3 separate regions of the Mus musculus genome follow, and all the other regions are linked to region 2. The links are chromatin contacts, called in public HiChIP or PLAC-seq maps. All regions are on one chromosome and are shown on one strand. Each heading gives the region's core, a stretch centred on a gene start, on an enhancer-like site or on the middle of the called end of the contact. The rest is flanking DNA. Distances are from core to core; before and after follow the strand shown. Region 1 overlaps Gm35620 (a long non-coding RNA gene). Region 2 holds the start of Hmgb1 (high mobility group box 1). Region 3 overlaps Gm15997 (predicted gene 15997).

Region 1 (3,619 bases), core at 137-2,636, 260 kb before region 2:
CTATAGAGTAGATCAAAATAGTCTGGAACTTCCTGAGCATTCAGGAGTGCCTATATAGATCTTCCTATTAGGCTGCCCAGCTATCTCCTCAGAGACACTTCCAGGCTTCGGAAACCTCCCATCTCTTTCTCTGTGAACCAGACTAGAGTTTGCAAGCCAGGTTTTATACCTATGGCTGGCTCTGTTTGGGTTCACCTGATAATCACTAGAGTCTCACTCTGTCATGTGTCTTCCTTCAGTGTTCATTCGTGGCCCACAGCAGATGGAGGAGGCATGCCATCCCTACCTGGACACTGTCATAAGTCCTCTCCTGGCTCGCTGTCCTTCAGAACATCACCATTGGCTATAAAAGCACAGTGAGAGCTTTTAACAATTGTGTCACTACTCTTGAGATGCCCACCCAGAGAAAATAACTAGCATCGACTGAGCACTTCCTATGCGAAAGAATTTATATTCTTTTCAATCCCAAAAGACAGGAATTTATTTTCCCTGTCATGGGCAAGGAAACAACGTATGTATCCTCAGCCAATCACAGGAATCAAGGCTCGGATGGCCAAGCCTGAAGACATCTGTCCTAGGGTTGCCCCGTAATGGATGAGCATCCTGGAAGATGGACTTTCAATCCTAAAACAGGATACAATTGGCTAACCCCGGAAGGAGCGTGGAGTCAGGCGTGGAGGCCTTGGACATCTCTTTCACGTAAGAACAAGCCACACTGCAGTTCTGGCTCCAGGACGGAGCAGGAAAAGGAGTCAAACAGGAACCTCGCACAGTGTGAAAATAGATATAAAGTCTTCCCATCATCAGAAAAACCCGGCTTCAGTTTCCAAGCCAGCACCCAGTGCAGGTCATAGAGGAGGAGACAGGCTTGGTTGGGGGACAAGATTTGACACTAGAGATTAGAGGGACACCTGGTTTTTCTTCTTTCTGTGAACCCAAGAAATCTAAAACTAGATGAATGTTTTGAGTATATTCCCACAGGTCTACAGGGTTTAGTGTCTGAACACACACTTCTCTGGGAAGTTTCAGGGTTCACATCCCCCTCTGGGGATGGAATCAGAGTCTTTGTTCAGAGCTGCCACCACCACCCCAGAAGCCCTTTGGAGGATAAAGAATGGACCCCCCCCCCCGCCGTTTTCTTCTGCTGCTTGTTTTTGGGGGGAGGAGGGGGACCTCACTCTTCTCCGGTTAGCTGGGATGTGTTCCAGTAGCCCATGTCCTAGTTGTCCACTTTGAACTTGAATGTACTACTCCACAGAAGCTGCTGAAACTGGGTAACTTTGTGCTCTAGAAGCCCAGCCCCCACTGTGTGACACCCCCCCCGCCAGGCTCTCTCTGCCGGGTGGGCTGGTGGGCTAGAGGGAGATGCTAACATTTCAGTGGTTCCCATGGCAGCATCTGAGAAGATGCTAGCCATGGCAGCTGAGGCAGAGTTCAGGAGACCCCAGAGAAGAACACTCTGTGAGCGGCTGGTTCCCATGGCAACTGCAGAGTGCCCCTGAGCAGCCAGGAACCTGTAACCAAGGCTAGGTCAGCCTTGAAAATCTAGAATGTCTGTGGCTGCAACCTGCAGCAGAACACCTTTCCAGGGTGGTATTTTTAGTACTGGCATGTCCTAAATAGCTGAGCTTCCAGTCCGTGAAAGCAGTCATCTCTCTCAGACTGAAGCTATTCATCTATCTGTAACAGAAAGAATTAGAATCTGTGGTGGTTTGCAATAAGTGCCCCTCACAGGCTTGGGTATGTGAACACCCCATCCCCAGATGGTGGCTCTGTTTTAGGAGGTGGGCAGCCTTGCTGGATAAAGTACAACAGTGGGAGTGGGCTCCGAGAGTTTATAGCCTTTCCCTCACATCCTCCTCACACACTCCGCTTCCTATGCAGATGAATTATGATCAGTCAGCTTCCTAGTCACGCCATTATACCATCCCTTCCCTGCCATGAGGAACCATAAGCTAAAATAAAACCTTTCTTTCTTAAGTTACTTTTGGTCACGTTACTTCCCCACAGGGGCAGAAAAGTAGCTAATAAGGTCTCTGCTGCAGTTAGGGTTTCATTGCTGTGAAGAGACACCATGAACAGATGGGAAGAAGGCTTAGTGGGCAAATAAATAAGTGGACAGATAGATGGATAACAATTTCTACTACAAAACACAGAAAGGACAGGATGTTCTAAATAGTGTTGATGGAGTCTAACCAAGATTCTGATGAAGTAGATAAATCCAGAAGATGGCTCATGTCAGTGACAATATCCTCTTTCTATATGCTGGCAGTCCCAGTCACATAGGAGAATTATAAAAGCAGACAAGGGACAAAGATGGAAGACCAGTGATTTAAGCAGCGGCTGATGCTGGAAATGCTTCTCACTCCTCCCAACCAGAACTAGGATGGCCACTTTAATAAATAAAAATATACAGAAACATTTGAATTTCAAATATGTGAATATCTATCTGTAAAATGCTAGGGACACATTTTAAATACAATCACTTTATTGCAATAAATTCACAAATGACAGCATCACTCAGCTAGATTAAGGTGCAGACACTAGCGTGTGCTCACCAAGGGCCACTGCTGTTGAGACTCAGGTCCTATTATCCGGTGTGCTTTGCCTCCTAACCACCAAGAGGGACAAGATCTCTGGAAACCCAAGTTGGCCTCTTTCCTTCATTGTGGAAAGTAGTCTAACTATAAAACATGGTGAGTCCGTAAACAGTAATGATCATTAGAGTCACAGAAACTAACCTTTGCCTTTTAGTCCACTGAGTCCAAAAGAAGATGTGCATCCAAGCTCCAGACCATTGTTTTACTGTGAAACATAAGATCTCATTCACAATAGGATTTACAAAATGGAGCCCAGGCGGCCTTTCTGCTTCCACCTTTGAAGGAAGTCTACGTGTTTTTTCCAAGATCCCTTAAAAAGCACTGGCCATGGGTAGTTCCTGTCACTCTGAAGAAGCTGATGGAAAGCAGTCTGTTGTCTGCTCAGAAGCCTGTTCAGTTTGGGCTTAGACATGTGGTTCTCACATGCTATGAATGAGAATGGATCTCACATGCTCACATAGCTGCATGCTTAAACCTCAGTTGGTGGAACTGTTTGGGAAGGATCAGGAGGTGTGGTCTTGTGGAAGGAGGTGTGTCACTAGGGGATTGGCTTTGAGGTTTCAGGAGCCACCCCCCTTCTCTGCCTCCTGTCTTGGATTAAGTTATAAAGCTCTCAGCTACTGGTCCAGCAACATGCCTCCCTGACTGCCTGCCACCATGATTCCTGCATGAGATTGGATGGAACCTCTGGGGACTCTAAGTGAGTCCCCAGCTAAGAGTTGCTGAGGTCACAGCAGCAGAACTAAGTCAAGGTTTTGCTTTATCTTCTTTTCTATTCCCTGTTTGTTTGCCTTGGCTTGGCTTTGAGACAGGTTCTCACAGCTCAGGCTAGCCTAAAGCTCACAATGTAGCTCAGGCTTGACCCCATGATCCTTCTCCTCTGGGGTTACAGGTATTGCCCCTGGACTCACAGATGTGTCTACCTTTGAACAGGCACTATTGTCCTCTCCTTTTAAATCCAAGCTATCTTGGTTTGTTTTCTTGAAGGTTCCAGGAACCATGGAGGGAAAAATGAAAGG
Region 2 (3,596 bases), core at 742-3,241:
TCCTCCTGCCTCTGCCTTCTGAATGTGGGGACTAAAGAGTTAGGGTTTCTATTTCTGTGATAAAAGCACCATGGCCAGAAAGCAAGCTGGGGAGGAAAGGGCTTAATTTGGTTTACATTTCCAGATCATAGCCCATCACTGAAGGAAGTCAGCACAGGAACTCAAGCAGCGCTGGAACCAGGAGGCGGGAGCTGAGGCAGAGGCTATGGAGTTACCGGCTTGCTTCCCCTGGCTTCCTCAGCCTGCGTTCTTTTAGAACCAGCCCAGGGATCACCCACAATGGGCTGAGCTGTCCCCCATTGATCACTAACTGACAAGCACTTAGAGCTGGATCTCATGGAGGCCTTTCCTCAACTGAGGCTCCTTCCTCTCTAATGACTCTAACTTGTGTCAAGTTGACACACAAAACCAGCCAGTACACCATCCCACCCAACAACTACTGTGTGTGTGCGTGTGTGTGTGCATGTGTGTTTAGTGTACTGTCCACTCATGCCAATGATATTCACGAGACCAAGGATATATTGTTAAAAAAAATGGCAATGGACATTAAAGCCACTGGCCAGAAAAGATAATCTAAACCTATTCCAGTAAGGATAATAAATTCGAGCAAATCCATTACATAATAGGGCCTCAGAAGTGGTATAGAAATGAAACCCAGAATCTATGACTTGGATGTTTTGACTTGGATCAAGTGCATTTTGGAGGAATTCTTTGTTTCTTAGTTGAGAAGTGTATAGGAGCCAGGATTTTAAAAAAAAAAAATGGGGGACATTTGTTTTGAAGTGAAGAGAGGTGCTGTGCTCACCAGAAAGAAAGAGCTGTTAGATTCATCAAAGATTGATGGAAGCCTGTGGCCTTTAGAGCCAGCCTGGCTATTTTTCTCTGCATACCTAAGAATGATCAGCCAACTTGAAGAGCAGGAAAAAGCATGGCCTGTGGGTTTGGGCCCAAGCACTCTCCGACTGCTTCTAATCCCTCAGGTAACAGTAGCCCTAAATGTCTGGTAACCCTAGAGCAGGTACATGTATGCACTAAGTGGTGTGATCGGAGGCAAGATAGCAATCACAAAGATTCATTTGATTCTAACAGTAATCCACACCGAGTCACAGAAAACAGCGTCTGTGTGTGTGTGTGTGTGTGTGTGTGTGTGTGTATGTGTGTGTATGGGGGTGGGGCAATGAGGTCTTTAAAGAACTTGCTAATTCTAGCTGGGCCCCCCCCCAAACATTTTCTGAGAACAGCCAGTATCAAACCCCAGTGGCTGTGCATTAATTCCCTGGTATAAGGCTTTGGTGTCCGGGAAGTTCAAAACAGTGCTTTGTGTCTCACCAAAAGGAAAAAAAAAAAAAAAGTTCGAGAAGTACTGGGGGAAACCCGAGCAAACCCAGAAGAAGGGGTGCAACTGGACGCCTGCTGGCGGGTGCAGACTAGGCTTCTGGGCAGGGTGGGCACGTTAGGCGGGCAGTCCCGGGGAGGGGTGTCTTGTGGTGGGCTGCAGCAGCACGGCCGTCCCGGAGCCCGCAGAGGCCCCCGTGTTTGGGCCACAGGCCCCCCCGAGCAGTCACCCCACTCGGGGAGGCATCCCCAAGCACGGGCCGCACATCCCAACGGCTCGGGGCGGGAGCGTGGAGCGGGAGGGGGGGCGGGCCTGCGGGGAGGCGCCCGGGCCTGGGGACGCAGCCGTGGCTGCGGCGGAGCCGGGCCCTGGCCGCGCGCGCCGCGGCTCGGGCGTGGGGCTGGCTCGGGGCAGGCGCAGGCACAGAGACACCATAGAGCTCCGCTTTCCCGTAGCAGCTGCTGCCTCTGCCGCTGCCTCTCCCGCCTCAGCCTCTCGGCCCGGCACACACACACACATTCAGATTTGCGCGCTGTTTCAATCCTCGGTGACGTGTCCTCGCAGACAGCCAATGGCGCGCGGGCTCTGGTCAGGACAATGGGAGGGAACGGGCCAATGAACGGGCCTGGTGAGTTGGCGGTAGCCAATAGGAGGCGCGCTGGCTGGAGAGTAATGTTACAGAGCGGAGAGAGTGAGGAGGCTGCGTCTGGCTCCCGCTCTCACAGCCATTGCAGTACATTGAGCTCCATAGAGACAGCGCCGGGGCAAGCGCGAGCCGGACGGGCACTGGGCGACTCTGTGCCTCGCGGAGGGTGAGTGCGGGGCGGCGCGGCGGCGGGGAGAGCGCCTCGGGTAGCCTGGTCGCCTGCGCGGCGGCCGGATCCCCGCGGCCCGGAGCCGGCGGGTCAGGCTCCACACAAAGGCAAATGAGGGGGGACCGTGGGGGGAACTGCGCACGGAGCGAGGCTCCGCCGGCCGCTGCCGCGAACGCTGCCCCGCGCCGTGCCGCGCCGAGCGGAGCCGAGCCGAGTCGCGGGGCCTCAGGCGGCCGCCACTTCACACCCGCGGCGCCGTCCGCGCTTCACTGGCGCAAAAAAAAAAAAATTTTTTTTTTGTTTTGTGTCTGCCTGTGTGTGTGTTCGTGTTCCGGATTATTTAAAAAAAATTTTTTTTCCCCAAAACGTGTTTGTGGCCCCCAGGGCCGAGCGTTTCGGGCAGGCGGCGTGCGCGGAGCGAGCGAGCCGGCGGGCAGCGGCGCTTCCCCGCTGTATGGGCGGCCGCGGCGGGGAGCGCGGGGCGGCGGGCGGGGCGCCGCTGCGGGCGAGGGCGGCCGCGGGTGGGCCGGGGGCGGCCGTGCGGGGCGGCTCGGGCCGGGTGAGGCGGCGGGCGAGCGGGGCGGCCGTGTGGGGGGGAGCGGCGCCGCTGCGCTCGCTGGAACATGGCTGACTCGGCCGGGCGCTGCTGGCTGGAGAGAAAACAAGGCGGGCGGGCGGGCGGGGGAAGCTGGGCGCAGCAGTTCTGAGGCAACTTTTTTTTTTCCCCCCCTCTCTCCTCTCGCTCCCCTCTCTTCCTCTCCTCTCTCTCTCTCTCAGTCTCTCTCTCTCCCCGGCCCCGCGTTCTCCGTGCGGGGGCGGCGGGGCGCGCGGAGGGAGACGGCGCGGGGGCCGCGGGGGGAGGGGAGCCGCGCGCCCCCCGCCCCTCCCCCGCCGCCATGGCGAGTGCGCCAGCGCCCCGCCCGCCCGCCGCGCGCCTCGGTCTCCTCGCACACTCACACACACATACACACACACACACACTCACACGCGCGCACACACAAAGGGAAGGAGCCATATTCTCGCTCGCGCTCGCCCTCGCGGCGGCGGCGCAGGCGGGGAAGACGCGCAGCGGCCATTCCGTGCGCCCGGCCCTGGCGGCCGCGGGCGGAGCCAGCCCCCATTTCGAGCGGCGGGGCTTCTTCTCTCCTTGCTCCGGGGCCCGACAAAATGGGGGCGGCGGCGGCGCGAGCCTGCGTGCGGCCTTCCGGGCGCACGTGGCGGCCTCGGGCCCGCCCGGAGCCGCAGCCCCCCTCAACCTCGGGCCAAGTTGGGAGGGCGGAGAATCAATCCTGCCCGCGCGCGCGCCAGGGCACCCCAACTTTTCACGGGCCCGGTTTGGGAGACAAACAAACAAAAAAAAAGACAAAAAAAAAAAAAAAGAAGAGAGCGTGCCCGACACCCCCGTGGTGGCGGAGGAGGCGGCGGCAGGAGTGGCTTTTGTCCCT
Region 3 (3,157 bases), core at 255-2,754, 440 kb before region 2:
GCCCAAGGTTTTCACTGTGTCGTTGGTAGTAAGTGAACTCCTGGTATGCCTAGGGAGCCCAGCTTCAGATCTCTGCTATTGATTTGCCTGGGCGTGAAGGGTGCAGTCTGGTCTCTGCTTTCTTACCTTTTCAGCCCTCAGGCTCTGAGCCGGGTCTGCGTGATGCAGAGGCGTCCTCCTGTGCGTGGGCTCTTGGGAGCTGACCGAGTGGCTCCGCATTCTTTCTCGAGTGAGGCATTCCCGCAGCAGCCAGATAGGGGGCTCCACACTCGGAAGGCAGGGCTCCCCTGAAGGCTGAGGCCTTGCTGGCGATGTCTGAGCTCGAAGCAGCATAGGCGCCCCCAGGATAGCTGCTGGTTTCAGGATGCTGCGTGGACACCACACAGTTCCTTTAGGGGACTCTGAAGAACTCTGGGGTCCACCTAACCTCGCTTGTGCAACCCTCTGGGCAGCCTGGACAGCCACAACCGTAGATAGAACGCTTCACATTCAGAAAATGCTTTTGGGGATGTGGGGGCAGGGCTTCTACTGTCCTTGGCCAAGATAGGAAGCATAAGCACTGTGGGAAGGGTGGGAGGGAGGGTCGGCCCTAACCAAGTCCTCATAAACCGTTTCTGTTCTGACGGAAAATAATGAGGATGTGAGGATGGGTCAAGGCAAAATTCTGGGCAAAGGGAAGGATTGTGATCAAATAAATCAATAACAAAGTGAATCTGACATATATTTCATAGTTTTTATTGTAGTGAGTGAAAATTGGATATAAATGACCACATGTTTAAACGACAATCCTAATTACAGTTCATTTTGCCACAGTGTCACCGGATCCCCAGTGGTACCTTGGATGGCTGGTTCTCCCAGAGAGGGCTTGCATCTTAGAGAAACAGAGGCAGCGGTGGTTTGTCGACTTCTCTTGTGAAGCACGGAGCCCTTTAGGAATTTGTACTTAGAGTGATATCGGCTATGCCCCTGCTTAACCTACAGTGCAAAGATCTTGCTTGTTTATTTCTTGATAAATATATACTAGAAAAAAAGTTTTCTCTTTCGCTGCCCAACTAGGCAAGGAGTTTGTAATCCCATTCCTCCATTTCTTAAGAGACAAAAGATAGATCAGGAGACCTATGGAGAGGTTTTGCTTAGGCCTATCAGCCATAGCACGGTGTCCACTGGCCCTGTTTTCTAGTTAGAAACAAGCATGTCTCGCTGAGCTCTGTCTGAGGCTACACTGGGCACCTGAGCCATCTCTACCGGCTCTCAATGCCTTCTGACAGCCCATGGCTTGCCTAGCCACCCTCTGCGCATGCCTAGTCCGTAGAGACGCAGACACAAAGTATATCAAAGAAAGCTGGTGCAAGCAGGAGCTTAAAGAGCGCTAAGCAATTCAGACGCGAGCTAATCCAAATCATCACAGGGGTGCATTTGTGCGGCGGCCAGATCAGAGCCAACACGGGTGCCCTGGGCTCCCTAGAATCCTGTCTGCCGAATGTGCTTGCAAGGCTGGAAGACAGCAGCTTGCTTCAGATCATGAGCTGGCATGCCCTGGTTGCCCATGGCAACCCAGCTGCTCTGGAGTGCTAGCATTTGTAAATGTGTGTGGGCTTAAAATTGTATTATTGATTCCGTCTGAAAGACGATAGTCTGATTTGTATATAGCTCGGAATAAATTAATCATTATCCTTTATAGCCCAACAGAGTATGAATTTCCTTTTTTTCTTCTTCTTCTTCTCTACCTCGTGGTTTTACTTGAGAGACAGAAAAACACATCAGCAGATGTGAAATGAAATGTTTCCCATAACAACCACACCAGAGGAATCCACAGCCAGAGGACCCGCCTGGAGAGCTGTCCTGTATTACTGAATAAATAACAAATGGATCGGGGTGGGATGGAGCCAGCATCGGGGGCAACCTATTCTAAAAGGGCTGCAGGGTGTAGTTTAGACTACAATGAGATGCAGCTGTGGAAAGGGGGAACTACAGGTCTGCCCAGGCCTCCTCCTTGCTGGGGTTTCTCTTCTGTGCATGCTGCACATTCCTGGGCAGACTGAGGTATCGTTGCCCTAGTCCCTTCACCTTTGCTCTGTCCATGGTCCTTGCCAGTAACTCCGTGCGTCCTTCCATGAAAGGCATCATGCATTGCCCTTGACCGTGGCCTTGGCTCACTCTGACTAATTTGACAAAGTGGCAGAGAGCCAATTCTGAGAGGAGACTTTAAAGGACTCTGAGAGTTGTCCCGGGGTGCTTCTGCCACGCCCGTGAGAACACTGTACCTTCAGTGGGAATGCAAATGAGCACATGACAGACAGCCACCATCCCCACCAAAGGAGCCACCAGGCTCCTACTTGGAGAGTTCCCCAGCCTAGAGCAGTCAGTTACTCCTGCCAAGCTAAGGATACATACCCACTGCTGAATGCAACCAGAGTTTTGTGGATGCTTACTGACAGGCAGTAGCTGATGAACACTGTCCCCCACCCGTCTAATATTAGGGTCATCAGTGGTATGATATGTCTAATATTAGGGTTTGAATATGGTTTGTCCCCAAAGGTCCCATCTGCAACAGGATGATGGTGGGAAGTGTTACGGAACCTTTGGCTCCAGGGAAAGGTAACCACAGAGGAGTGTGGGTTTGCAAGAGTGTGCCTCCAGCTAGCCTCGGAAATTGGGGATTGCGTGCCGGTTTGGCAGCAGCCAGTTGTGGTGGTTAGACGACAGGGAATGTGAGCAGGTTCCGTGGCAATCGGACCATAGAAAGTTGAGCAGATGCCACATGGGGTTAGCCACGGAGGCAGCAAGACCGCCAGGCCCAGAGAGTAGCTATTTAAATTTTTTAAAATATTACATGAAACAGTCCTGTGCATGCTCCTGGCATGATCCTCTAGACCACGAGGTGATGAAGCCAAGGAGTGATCTTCCTTGAGCTGACACCATGGTTGAACATTATGCTGCTGTGAGCAGAATGGATTGCTTTAAGTCCTCAGAAGGTACTGTAAATACCATCTATCTTAGAGTGGACATGTCTACAGAATACCACCATCTTAAATGTGTGCCTTTTCTACCCTTCATCTTTCCACTCCTCAGTCAAGGTGTGGCTGATACAAGTTCATTTAATCAATTTCTGACAAATGTTATGGAATTTCTAATATATCTATCTATCTATCTATCT

What was found. HiChIP or PLAC-seq counts read pairs in DNA pulled down with a chosen protein or histone mark.
Region 1: an H3K4me3 HiChIP or PLAC-seq map of forebrain shows a contact between it and region 2, with 4 times the contacts expected there. The contact joins the enhancer-like site here to the promoter of Hmgb1 in region 2. A contact is called at or near these places in 19 of 39 promoter capture datasets (the 3T3-L1 cell line, 3T3-L1-derived adipocytes, the C10 cell line and 12 more), 11 of 484 Hi-C or Micro-C datasets (the HPC-7 cell line, bone marrow-derived macrophages, cranial neural crest and 8 more), 34 of 115 datasets of contacts at active chromatin or transcription factors (the 230-238 cell line, DN3 thymocytes, the SCID.adh cell line and 24 more) and 3 of 9 other capture datasets (liver, macrophages and pancreatic islet).
Region 3: a contact with region 2 is called in an H3K4me3 HiChIP or PLAC-seq map of forebrain, with 5 times the contacts expected there. The contact joins the enhancer-like site here to the promoter of Hmgb1 in region 2. A contact is called at or near these places in 2 of 39 promoter capture datasets (the 3T3-L1 cell line and hippocampal neurons) and 4 of 115 datasets of contacts at active chromatin or transcription factors (the SCID.adh cell line, embryonic hindbrain, embryonic midbrain and 1 more).

The regions. Positions count from the first base shown.
Region 1 is chr5:149,314,973-149,318,591 of GRCm38.p6, reverse strand. Gm35620 (a long non-coding RNA gene) reads left to right here. Exons shown (of 2, transcript XR_377267.3): 2 at 240-1,984. Among named protein-coding and RNA genes, the nearest start is that of Gm35620, 5.8 kb to the left of the region's middle. Within about 2 kb of position 1,386, at least 14 of the 459 cell types and tissues checked have an H3K27ac peak or open chromatin away from gene starts, as enhancers often do. A contact at or near this core is called in forebrain, where this site is marked.
Region 2 is chr5:149,051,452-149,055,047 of GRCm38.p6, reverse strand. Hmgb1 (high mobility group box 1) reads left to right here and starts at 1,991. Exons shown (of 5, transcript NM_010439.4): 1 at 1,991-2,148.
Region 3 is chr5:149,487,583-149,490,739 of GRCm38.p6, reverse strand. It overlaps Gm15997 (predicted gene 15997), which reads left to right. Exons shown (of 5, transcript NR_045423.1): 5 at 814-1,684. It also overlaps a transcript of Wdr95 not described here. Among named protein-coding and RNA genes, the nearest start is that of Wdr95, 40 kb to the left of the region's middle. Within about 2 kb of position 1,504, at least 90 of the 459 cell types and tissues checked have an H3K27ac peak or open chromatin away from gene starts, as enhancers often do. A contact at or near this core is called in forebrain and hippocampal neurons, where this site is marked.